3 separate regions of the Mus musculus genome follow, and regions 1 and 3 are each linked to region 2. Evidence: chromatin contacts called from public Hi-C and promoter capture Hi-C data. All regions are on one chromosome and are shown on one strand. The core of a region is the stretch at or near the end of the contact, and the rest is flanking DNA. Distances in the headings are between cores, read along the strand shown.

Region 1 (3,961 bases), core at 409-2,908, 8.2 Mb after region 2:
ACATTCTGTGGCATACCCACACATAGAAATGCATGGACAGTAAAAATCAATGCAATTGGAAAAGAGTTATGACTTCATTCTCTAAACCTGCTTTGCTCAATGTTGTAGCTATTAATGATATGAGGCTATTGAAACTGAAAATAGGTAGTCCAGACTGAGAGGTGCTAATTTACATTATTCCATTTTATAATGAAACTATTCTGGATGTCAAATATAATATTTTCAAAGTCTCACATAGAGCTTGAATTTGGGGTTTGCTATATTTCTATTGAATGATGTTGTTCTAAAATGGAAATTAATGATTAGTGATCCATGTCAGAGCCATCTTGAGGAGTTTATTCAAATGTTAATTATTTGGATTATAAGACAAGCCATCTGTTTTTTTTTTCAATGAACTAAACACAACAACAGCAATAAGTTGTTTGTGAAGAAGTGAGTTTTACCAAATATATTTTCAGAAACAGAACCACCAGACTCAATGTTTCAAGTGTCTGAATACATACCCAAGCAAACCACCGATAAGACATCTTTGAAACAGAGAAAGTTAAAGAGAATGTATTTATTGGATGATATCAATTAAATATTGACAGCTTAGGTTGACCAAGGACACCTTGGAGATAAAGCAAAAAGTTCATCTCATTTAGTGCACAATGCTAGAATTCTTGGAGATGAGAATGAAAAGCATTTGTGAGTTCATATGAAAAAACATCAAACAAACTGGCTAAAGAAAATAAATTACACAATAACCTGATGGAATAGTATATCAAAACTTTTGTTCTCAAAATTGGACTTCTTGAACATATTTCTGTATACAGACAAGGGTCAAGAAGGATTATTTGAGGGCTAGGTAAGGTATATGGGGGCTTTCTTATAATATTGTACAGGGAGAGATTCACAATACTCACTATGCATTTTGGTAGGCTCACACACATAGTTTTCTAAGCCCAGGAATGAAGCTAGATCCTGCCACTGTATAATGGTCTTTGCTTTAAACATGACAAAATCTATCCATTGGAGAACCCAATCTGTGCTTTTATATTTAGATTTTAAAGTCAACTGTATCATTCTGCAGTTTTTCCTTACGTCATGCAATGCTCATTACAGTAAATAATTTATCCTATTAGAATATTTCCTACCTAATTTTATCTTTGGTGCTTCTTGAATTGATATTTGGAAGAAATAAGACAAAAGGGAAAGTACATCTAAGAAAGTAGCAACACCAAAACTACTTTGTATTGCCAAGGGAGATCATATTAAGGTCTCAAAACTAAGATGATTCTCATCTCCAGATACAATGGGGGGGGGGGGGGGAGAGAGAGAGAGAGAGAGAGAGAGAGAGAGAGAGAGAGAGACAGAACACAACAGCACAGTTCATTCTGTTAAGAACGCTGTTTCTACACCTGGATAATTATATACCCGGCCTTTGTCCTTGATTTGTTTCCTCATCTACAAAATAGTTCTAGCAACATCTTCCGCAGCTGTCTCACTGGGATGAAGCGAAAGCGACAAAGAGATAGAAAATGGGAAAGGATTTGCAGTTAAAAAATATTTTAAGTCAGTTGTTCAGGTTTAACGGAAATTATTAGGCATAATTTGTTAGCCATCCTCATCCTTATCACCAACTGCCCGTCCCCAGTATAAACAAATAGGACCGGAGTTGCTCAAGGTAAAGTAAGAGGAACCTAGGATGAAGGTGCACCTTAGGAGATGTAGAGGGATGCAACAATCGTGGTGTCGGGGCAAAGGAAGAATTAGAGCAAATTGAGGAAAGGCATTTCTCTGCGTACCTCTCACTGTTGACAAAACCTCAGAAATCCCGACGCGTTACCATAGCGGCCGCGTCTGGACTGGAGGCGGGGCCTTTCAGTAATGTGCACCAACAACTAGGGCGCGACTGGAAACGTACTCCCGCTGTACTCCAACTTCCGGCGGAAAAGAAAGTGGGTTCCGCTTTCCGTCCGGCTGCCGCAGCAAGTGGACTCCTGCTCCAAAGTGAAGCGCCATAAGTCTGACGCTGTGTGGAGCCAGGGGAAGGCATCAGCAGGGACAGCCTCGGTGGGGCGGACGCCTGCCTGTGGACGCCGCGTGTCCGCCAAGCTGCGGCTGCTTCAGGGTGAGTTGGTTTCTAAAGTCTGGAGGACTGTGGCATCCTGGAGTGCATAGCTTCGGGAGCAACGTCTTTATGGGCTGTGAGGATCTTTGCCCCAGCAAGAGGACTCCCCTTTCCCCGAGCCCGTGCGGTGCTGTCATTTTGTGCGTCTTTATTTTTACTCTAGAAGAAAGAAGCGAACCAGGGAAATTCAGGAACTATGTATGTCCTTAACATTTCTTTGGTATTCCATTCCTTTTATCTGTTCGTTTCATACATACTTATTAAGCTCCTGTGTGTTTAGTGAGCACCTGTATGCCAGTTTTGCCATTAGATAAGAAATACCTTTTTAAAATTTTAATTAGGTATTTTCTTCATTTACATTTCCAATGCTATCCCCAAAGTTCCCCATACCCCTCTCCCCCCCCACACACACTCTCCTACCCACCCACTCCCACTTCTTGGCTCTAGCGTTCCCCTGTACAAAGTTTGCAAGACCAATGGGCCCTCTCTTTCCACTGATGGCCGACTAGGCCATCTTCTGATACATATGCAGCTAGAGACAAGAGCTTCGGGGGGTACTGATTAGTTCATATTGTTGTTTCACCTATAGGGTTGCAGACCCCTTTAGCTCCTTGGGTACTTTCTCTAGCTCCTCCATTGGGGGCCCTGTGATCCATCCAATAGCTGACTGTGAGCATCCACTTCTGTGTGACAGCTATATCAGGGTCCTTTCAGCAAAGTCTTGCTAGTGTATGCAATGGTGTCAGCGCTTCTTAGAAGCCTATCCATCACCCAGGCTCATTATCAATTTCTTTTTATAACATTGTAAATTTATTTAGGTGATATGCATATTCCATGAAATATTTAATAGGTTTTCAGTATCTTTATATCCTTGTATCCTTGTACATGGCATTTATGGGACATTTAAAATGGAAATATAGACTTTCTTGGGCTTGCAATTTACTCAAGTAGTAAGGAATCTAGGAGGAATATTTCTTTATTCTGGTTGTAATGAATTGCTGTAACATTTCTGCTGCAGGTCATCAGAGAAGGCTCCCTTCTAGGTCAAAGGACGCTGATGGCTTTGGAGCAGACACTCAAAAAGGATTGGTACAGCATTCTGGGTGCAGACCCATCTGCAAATATGTCAGACCTAAAACAAAAATATCAGAAACTCATATTACTGGTAAGTCTTTTCAGATTTGAAATCATGGTGGGGAAAACAGTTTTTTTTGTTTTTCAGTGCGACCAGAAATTTAAGCTTCAAAACATTTCCATCAATAGGAATCTAGATATTTGTTTGTTCATTTGAACATTTTTGTAGTAGAGGAAAAGGATTTTGACTAGGTGTGGGATAGCATGGTAGTGACTGAGTTAGAATCCCCTGACTCTCTCACTCTCAGAACCTGGATTACTTTTCTCTATTCGTCTCAGATAATTTTGACTGAAATAATCCATGTTGGGTCTCTAAAACCGTTTTTACTTAATAAGTGTTGAAATCCACTGTCCACGACCATACTAGTGAGCACTTGAAATGTGTAATATTCTATGTGTAAAATTGTAGGCCGGGGCCTAGCAAACACATAAGTAGATGCTCACAGTCAGCTATTGGATAGAGCACAGGGCCCCCAATGGAGGAGCTAGAGAAAGTATCCAAGGAGCTAAAGAGATCTGCAACCCTGTAGGTGCAACAACATTATGAACTAACCAGTACCCCGGAGCTCTTGACTCTAGCTGCATATGTATCAAAAGATGGCCTAGTAGGCCATCACTGGAAAGAGAGGCCCATTAGACATGCAAACTTTATATGCCCCAGTACAGGGGAATGCCAGGGCCAAAAAATGGGAATGGGTAGGTAGGGAAGTGGGG
Region 2 (4,323 bases), core at 36-2,535:
GCATTGTAAAAATACCTGAGAGTACAAGTTGATAAAGACTTAGCCCAGCTTCACTCAGCCACCTTCTTCCTACAAATTCAAGAAGACTCCTTAGCTGAAGTAGTCCTACAGAGTCAAAGGGCTCTAAATTTATTGTTCTTAAAAGAAGGGGGCTTATGTATGGCCCTTGGAGAGCAAGGTTGTTTATAAGTTAATCACTCTGGGGTAATCAGGGACACTCTGGTAAAAATTAGAAGTAACATCCTTGATAGGGAACAACAGAGAAAGAAAGAAAACAGAGCTGGTATGAATCCCTTTTGAATTGGTCCCCTGGGTTAACTTCACTCATCACAGCCTTGGTTGAGCACCCCCCCCCAGCCCCCGATGCTTATATTTTCTAATGATAAACTTTGAGTCCTGCATCATTAATGCCTTGATTTCCTTTATCAAGAACAGAATTTCCCCTGTTCAGTTGTTGGCCTCTAGACCTAGTCTATCAGCTTAAAGGTCAGTCAGCTCTGCTTTGTCTAGATAGCCTATATGTTGCAAATGTTGTAAATGCTGCAAATGCACCTATTCCATAGAAAAACTGGTTCTGATGCTTGCTCCCATCACAGATTTGTATTTGGAGTGTGCATTCAATAAATCATCCATTCCTTACTGAGATTGGTGTCTGAGTCGTTTGTGTGGCTATTCCTGGACCCTAATAAGGGTTCTATCATTTCACAAAGCTTTTGTATTTGGTATAATGTCGAGTATTTTACATGCATGTTGTCCAAAGACATCTTACATAAATCATCAAAGAAGACCCAAAATGCTGGGCAAAGAGTTTTCTATATTGTAAATGTCCAAAATACATAGAACTAGTGAAATCAGCAAGACCAGCCCCTGGCAGGACAATGGATAGGGCCCCTGAGAGAAGCTGATTCTGTATGCCTTCACCTCTTGGTCGTATTTACAGAAATATGAAATGCTGAGAACAGTCGTGATCTAGAATGTACCTAATACTGAGAGTTTTACCAACAGCCCTGAGCTTACAAAAAATTATGAATGGGCTTTGAACTCTAATCATGGATTCCAATAAGAGCTGGCGTTTTACAGTCCTTTCTGGGACTTCCACAATGAAGGGTCGGTAACAGTAGGGCAGAAAGTGCATGCATCCATTTAGAGTCTTCCTTTTTCTCTCCTTGGAAATTGCAGCACTGGGTGGATAAAAAGCAAGCAAGGGCCCAAAGATCGTGAGAGGATGTTTCCGGACGGACCACATTCAGAGCGCGCCTGAACGCCGCGCTTGCGCACTCAGCCAGTCGCCGCGCTGACCCTGCGGACGTGAGCTTGCCTGCCGTCTTGGCGAAACCCAGGCTCTGAGATGCGTCCCTGCCCGGCGTTTGCCAGCTCCGGGTGAGTGTGGAGGACCCCAGAAGCCTGCGTGCGAGATGGAACGAATCCCGGGGAGGGTCAGGCCTGCCCAAGTCCCGCCGAGGTTCCTGGGGATCCGAACAGGGTGCCACGACCTCGGCTCCTTGCATGTGCTTCGTCAGAGCGGTAAACTCAAAAGAGCTGAGCCCCGCGCCCCATCTCCTGGGGTCGAATCACTTATTTCCCATCTTTCACTCAGCTCTTCCCCTGCACCCCATCTTCTGGCTGCAGTCAGTGGAGCTTTCACCCTTGCCCTTCTTTTCTAGGCATGGGATATCACAGTCCCTGAACTCGGCTTGACCCCTGCAGACTCCTTACTTGCACAGCAGATGAGGCCAAACACATAGCTTCCGTCTAGGGAAAGGTGATGCATGGATGGTTCAAGGCCAAGAGAGTGGGCCATGGAGAGAAAAAGAAAAAAAAAAAAAAAAGAAAGAAAGAGGCGAAGACTGTTGTAAATGTTACCATAGATAATTCTCCAGTTGGAACTCTTAAGTTTCTCTACGGTGTTTTATTTCTTTCTTGTAATTTATTTTGTATTTTGTGATTTTCTTTTAAAGAGGTATTTGCAAAGACAGTGCTACTTTCAACCTTGAAACAACATTGGATTTTATCGATGTCAGTTTTTATAGTTACTTGGCTTAACGTTGTGTGAGCTCCTATCATGTTATAATGTCTGGATAGTCATTGAGGCACATCCATTGGTTTGTCATGTTTCACTTTAACGTGAAAATTAGCTTTTGTGTATTTTTTAAAAAGTTTAAAAAGCCAATGGGGGAAAAAAGATCAGGTGAATGGGATTTAAACCTCTAAGTCCACAGGGGGGATTGTGCTTGGAGTGTGGAAATCCCTGACCTTTTACTTATAAATAGGAAGTGAGATCACCACTTGCCACAAATGATTCTGACAAGGTAGGGTTCGCAGTAAGTGCGTATCCAATCCTAATACTAGTGATAGCTACTTGACCGCAGACCCTTTTGAGTACAGGAGCTAGAGGTAGCCAGTGCCTGTTGTTTATAATCATATAGTTGCCTTGTGTTGTTTTAGTGCGAGACTTTTTGTTTTTTTGAGAGAGGGTGGTAGTCTGTAGAATCAGTAAGTGGAAGGAGAAGTATACAAAAAGATTGGAGAAGTTCTTGAGTTCCCCACACTCAAACCCTATAGTTTGACCTTAGGCAGTTACAAGGTTTTGCCCACCAACTTCCTGGGGAGAAGCTGCCTTCCCATTCCATACTTAGTATGGAGTCAGTGCAGTACAGAGGTTTTTTTCCTCCCTTTAGCCCTTCACCAGCCCTCTCCTGGCACAGCCCATAGGAAAAAGGGAAAGCCCTTTGTTAGACATTTTCCTCTTGTGCACTATATCCATTAACACTCACTTGGTGTCTTTCTGTTTAAGAGAACACTGTTGCAGCAAGTGAAGGAAGGTTTGATTATTTAAGCTTGGCTCATTGTACTGATTGACGACCATCTTGACAGTTGTGGCTCAGCAGGAATTCAATGAATTGCCTGACAGGAATTAAATATATTTCTGAATTCTTTGCAGTCTGCTGGGTTTATGATAATTTTAATCCTCCTAACCCTTAACTCTTTGCCAACAAGTTTGCATGTTGTTCGTTTTTAGGTTTTTGTTGTTGTTGTTTGGTTTTTGTTGCTTTGTTTTGTTTTTCAAAGCTGAGAGAAATAGAAATACCCATAACCCCAACAGGTGTTTGTTGCTGGGTTATATGATATATTTTATAAATTAGTAGAGTGTTTTATGGTCTAATTGTTTTATTTCGTTATTTAAATGAATTTTTTCTTTTGACTACTAATAAGATAATTTTGCATGCATATTTTAAAATAGTTGAACCAATGGGAAGAAAACAGGACTCTATTGTGTTCCTTAGAGCTCTTGCCTGTGGGCACTTACTATGTGGTATATATTCTGCTACTTTACCTATTAAGCCAATTGGCCTGCCTGTGATCCATTGAGTTGACTTTACAGCTAATAATGAGTATGGACCTGTACATCGGAAAACACTGTTAAAAGCAACTAGTACAAAATAGTCTCTCAAATTTTATTTGTTCCTTATTCAGATTGCACAATGAGTGTATTTGGTTTTGTGTTTAAAGTGTCGCCTAGGAGAGATAATAACCATATAGGTTGACTGTTTGCCAAGTTGGTAGACAAAAGAATTCTTAGTTTCTTGTATAGCTAGACATTCTGTATACTATAATGAAAGAAGAGGTGTAGCTTCAGTTAGTTTAGTTTTTATTTTAATTGCTGGCATATTTAAGGCTAATAGAATAGTAATGGAGAAGAACCTTGTCTTTTCTGGGTGATGATACATGAGAATTGTGAAATGTTTGTTAAGTTTTAGTTTGTCTCAAAGATATGTGTACTGAGTACATCTTAGACCAGAATGACCTATTTTGAATATTGCCTGACAAAGGAACCACATTCAACAGTCTGTTCTTTGTTCATAAATACACATGTGAGTGTGCAGGATGTCAGCCTCGTTCTTTTGTACTTGTTTTTGTCAGGAAGTCTTCAACAAAGCAGAAGGGAGAAAAGAACTACATTTTGTGTGTCTGTCTAAGGAACCTAAAATATTATTACAGAAATAAGAGTCACAACATAAAATTTGGCATCTCCTATTTCTGTGTTGCTTCAGGATTTCCTGACATGTGCACATACGTTATTGCCATTCATTTGCACAGCATTGCTCCCAGTTTAAAGAATCTCAAATTCTCCTTTCTTCCTGACACACGAACTATACAGGAAAAAAAAAAATCTAGGATTAAAACTCAGGTCTTCTGGGAATATTCTCCTTGTTGATCTTAAATATTTGAGGAGAAAGAAGGAGAGCGCTTTGTGGGTTTTTATTTTTTTGTTTTTTGTTTGTTTGTTTGTTTGTTTGTTTTTGGAGACTGGATCTCATTTTA
Region 3 (4,073 bases), core at 287-2,786, 8.5 Mb before region 2:
GAACATGTGACCATCTTTGAAACTGCAAAAACCCTCTAAAAAATGGCCCCAACTTAGACTGCAGCCACCACTTTCATATGGATACAAATCTGAAAGGAGCCGAGGGGGTGCAACATTGTTAAACAGAATGAGAAACTGCAAGGATGAACAGCAAGGCCATGCACAGAAAGCAACAGTGAGCTATTAATATATGCCGTGAGTCAGCCTGTGAGGGTCCCTGAGTGCCAATTCTATGGAAAATTCAGTAAGTGGCAAGAAGCCATTTTAGGATTCTAAGGATTCATGCCTGGAGCTTGTGTTGGGGCAGTAAAGTTACAACAATGGACACACCATGCTGTGAGAATGAGAGACTAGCGGTGGTAGCTTTACACTGCTGAGGGGAGATAGATGCTAATGCCCTGCGGAATCCTCTACATGAAACAGAGGGAACTGAATCCAAGAGTGCAAATTCAGTTTCATGGGAGAGTAAGCTCACACCATTATCAAGAAGATCAGACAGCTGAGGCTAGGGATCTAGCTCTGTAGTAGAGCACTTGTTTAACATGAAATAAGTCCTGAGTTGAACCTGCAGCTAGCACCTATCCCTATCTCTGCCCTACTCTCTGACATCTGCTTTTATTTATATGCATACCACCCATTCGTTATGTGCAGAAAGAGAGAAAGAGGGGGAGAAGGGAGGGGAAGGGAGAAAGAGAGAGGCCCAGGTTCCAAGTAGGTACTACAGAGTATTACTAATGTGACTGAACAAGTCATGAAAGGGATATGTCATTAAAGAAAAGCACTGCCAGGAAATGCTGGGTTATTTGTAGCTTCCTATTTCTGAAACGCAGAGATTATTTTTAGAAGCTCCATCTAGCTTCTCTCATATGAACCAATGCTCACAGAAAATGATTTGAGTGGTGTTTTCAATCTCACAAAAACGATGGTATAAACAGTGCCCATCTGCCTATATAGCAAATTAACTGCTTCGTCCAACGGACGCCTTCGGGCATCAATGCTTAAATTTCTTCTGGAAATGTGCGGACGGCTGCTGGAGTCTCGGATGAAGTAATGTCACCTAGGAGGTCAGAGTATTTCATGAGTAGACACTATTGTACAGTTTCCTAAAAATCTACCTTCTCTCTGGCAGACTGATCGCCAACCACTAACCCTGTGACAAACAGTTGAAAAGCAACACAAACGCAAACCTTTAACACAAACCGCACCCAACAGTGCGTTTCCTCGCGGGACCAGGGTTGCCTGGCCAGGATGCTCTAGGCAGGAGGGTCGCCTGCGCTGGAGTCCCACCCACTCGAACCCGGCCCCTGTGGGCAGTCGCCCCGCAAAACAGCCGTACCCGGCGTGGGCTCGCCGGCCTCCAGGCTGTCGGAAGGCCCCGTAAGGACCCCGTCTGGAGGCGGTGGCTCAGGAACACTCATATCCCCGCACTGGGCGCTGCGTGAGGCGAGTGCTGTGGAGAAGTCACAGGCAAAGAAACCTAACGCGTTCCAGAGTCCATCCGGACGAAAGCCGCCGAGGCACACGGAAGTGACGAAAGCGGAAAACCTCGCTTTCCGACGCAGAACGTTACTGCAAGTCCGGAACGCCCGCCCCCCCCCGCCCCCCCCGTGTCAGCGCCCTAGGCGCAGCCGTGCGCGTGCGGGTTCGGTTTCACAGAGGGTGGCCGGCGGAACCCGGAAGAGAGGTTAGAGGACCGGATGTCGCCATAACCGTGTGAATGTCCCCAGTGTTGTGTCCAGTTTATAACTCGGGCCGCTAAGTGAGTCAATACGAACTCTGAGCTTGAGCGTTGCTGAGGATCTCTTCCAGTGCTTGGAAATGACGTAAAGGCTTTCTTGGAGCATCATTTGGACAAATTAAGTCAAATTACCAAAAGCACATGCTGGGCTCCTGTAAGATGATATCATGAGTTCTAAAGGAAAGTATGTAGACTTGGACAGACTCAGCTCCACAGCAAATGTAAGGATTCTCGACCCTTTTGTAAACTCTGACCTCTAGTAGCATCTCTAGTTGCTCCTCAGGTTACCTGTTCAGTTTTCCATATTGTAGCCAAAGCTATCTCAAAAAAAAAAAAAAAAACTAATATAAATAAACAAATAATGCCATGCCCCTGGAATGCACTGGCTCCCTATTGTCACCATCTTATGTTCAGTTTCACTTTAGCCACTTTTCAAGGGTAACTTCTCAACTCTCCACGGTAGAATGTCCACAGACTAATCCTTGAGACTTCTAAATATATTAGAGGGCATGGCAACGAATAAAAGCTACTAGTTAACATAACCTTAAAATAGGAAGGGTACTCCAAGGACCCAAGGTAACAGTCTGTAAAACTGATGGGGTGGGGCTGTCTGAAAAAAGATTTGATTACAAAGGATGATTAAACAAACACTGATGGGTTTGAAGACAGAGGAAGGGAGTCATTATTCTGGATGGTGGGTGACCTCCAGAAAAATTGGTAACCAATTCCTCCCCTAAAGCTTTTGTAATGGAACTCAACCCTGTGAGGTTGCTGAACTATAGAATGTGTAATAATTAGTGTTGTCATACAAATAGGAAAACAATTTATTACTCTTCAAACATCTTGTGCAATCTGGGCATTGTACGCTGTCCATTGTGCTTGTTCCTGTTTCAAACTAGAGTATCTTTTTCAAAGGCCTATTCATCTTTTAAGTGCTCTAGGATAATATCTTTTTTATTGTTTTGTTTCACAAGGTGAGGTGTCCTGTAGCCTAATCTGGCCTTAGACTCAATATGTAATTAGGGATGGCCTTGAATTCTTGGTCCTCCAGCAGACACGAGCCAGCACACTCAAACACACCTTTACTGTGGACACCATTCATTATCTCATTATTTCCTCCCTTTCATTCAGCAGTCACAGTGAAGACATTTCACAACAACAAACATCCTCCTGCCATTTAGCACTGAGCTCCTCCTTGCATTCATTATTTTATGTTTTCTTCTTTTGAATTAAAAATGACAAATAGAAACTCTTATGCATAGAGTACCAAAATAATTCTCGATAAATTTGCTAATTGGTGAACTATTGATGCCCTAGCCCTAATTCCAAACTGTATATTCCAAAGTCTGAGTTATACAACATGGTAAACATGATGAAACACCTGGCACCCTTGCTTGGTTATAAGTTTCATGTACTAATGGTGTTGTGGTGCCCTTTGGAATAGAGCCATATCCTATGAGTTTTCATTGGCTCCTTCTATCTCTTGGCCAGTACTAAGTACATTTCATTAAATTTTAAATACTGGTTATTTAAATTTAATGGATGAAATAAACTGTTATGTCCTACCTTGTCTTTATGATTTGTTTTGCTATAAGGAGAATTCTTGTTAGGAATTTTATTATTTTTAACATTTTAACTTACTGTAACAAAATCACCTAAATAAACAAGGAGTTTGTACCACATTCATCTTGCTTTTCTCTCTGATCTTTTCCTTCTTTTTCTCTTACAGCTTGCAATTCAATGTGCCACTTGTTTGTTAAGGACCCTCTGTATATGACACAGAGCTCAAAGCAACTTCTAAAACTTGATTGCAAAGAACACAACAGTTTATTGTGTCATGTTATGTCTTTTGAAGGGTCTTTAGTTTTCCCATTTTCTTTTACGTATCAAAGTTATACACTCCAAATACTTTAATGTAATACCTTTTAAGATTGAACTAGACACCTTAGTTATGCTAAAAATAGAGTTCTAGTTCCTATCCACCAGAAACATTGCTAGGCACCAAATGTTATAGTTTGTGTTAGAGTTTGTTCTTGAGGTTACATATTATGCATTGAAAAATGTATAACATTGTATTGTCCAGACAATGATCTACAATAGCCAAAGTTTGAGTTTTGAGTGAATGTTTATTAAATATACAGGAAGCCAAAGTAAAAGAATAAACAGCAGAAGGGTGGGTGGGGTGTGTGGATGATGGTGATAGATACACACATGGCACAAACATCCTCAGATTAGCAGCTCAACACTCTCAGCAGAGGTTGACTGTGGATGCCCCATTATGGTATCCAGCTGAGGTTCCCCACTGAGAGTCCCAGGCATAGGAGAGTGTCCCAAC

Evidence for each region. Promoter capture Hi-C pulls out the DNA fragments that hold promoters and counts their contacts. Hi-C and Micro-C count contacts between places; a contact is called where the count stands out from the background.
Region 1: a contact with region 2 is called in a Hi-C map of rod photoreceptor, with 12 times the contacts expected there. The contact joins the promoter of Dnajc24 here to the promoter of Zfp770 in region 2. A contact is called at or near these places in 1 of 39 promoter capture datasets (pre-B cells) and 1 of 484 Hi-C or Micro-C datasets (rod photoreceptor).
Region 3: a promoter capture Hi-C map of pre-B cells shows a contact between it and region 2. The contact joins the promoter of Bloc1s6 here to the promoter of Zfp770 in region 2. A contact is called at or near these places in 1 of 39 promoter capture datasets (pre-B cells) and 1 of 484 Hi-C or Micro-C datasets (CD4 T cells).

What each region holds. Positions count from the first base shown.
Region 1 is chr2:106,001,246-106,005,206 of GRCm38.p6, reverse strand. It overlaps Dnajc24 (DnaJ heat shock protein family (Hsp40) member C24), which reads left to right and starts at 1,658. Exons shown (of 5, transcript NM_026992.3): 1 at 1,658-2,113; 2 at 3,132-3,278. The coding sequence starts at 3,171.
Region 2 is chr2:114,198,394-114,202,716 of GRCm38.p6, reverse strand. It overlaps Zfp770 (zinc finger protein 770), which reads left to right and starts at 1,285. Exons shown (of 2, transcript NM_175466.4): 1 at 1,285-1,380.
Region 3 is chr2:122,735,968-122,740,040 of GRCm38.p6, reverse strand. Bloc1s6 (biogenesis of lysosomal organelles complex-1, subunit 6, pallidin) reads right to left here and starts at 1,536. Exons shown (of 5, transcript NM_019788.3): 1 at 1,337-1,536. The coding sequence starts at 1,418. Bloc1s6os (biogenesis of lysosomal organelles complex-1, subunit 6, pallidin, opposite strand) reads left to right here and starts at 1,679. Exons shown (of 2, transcript NR_156706.1): 1 at 1,679-1,959.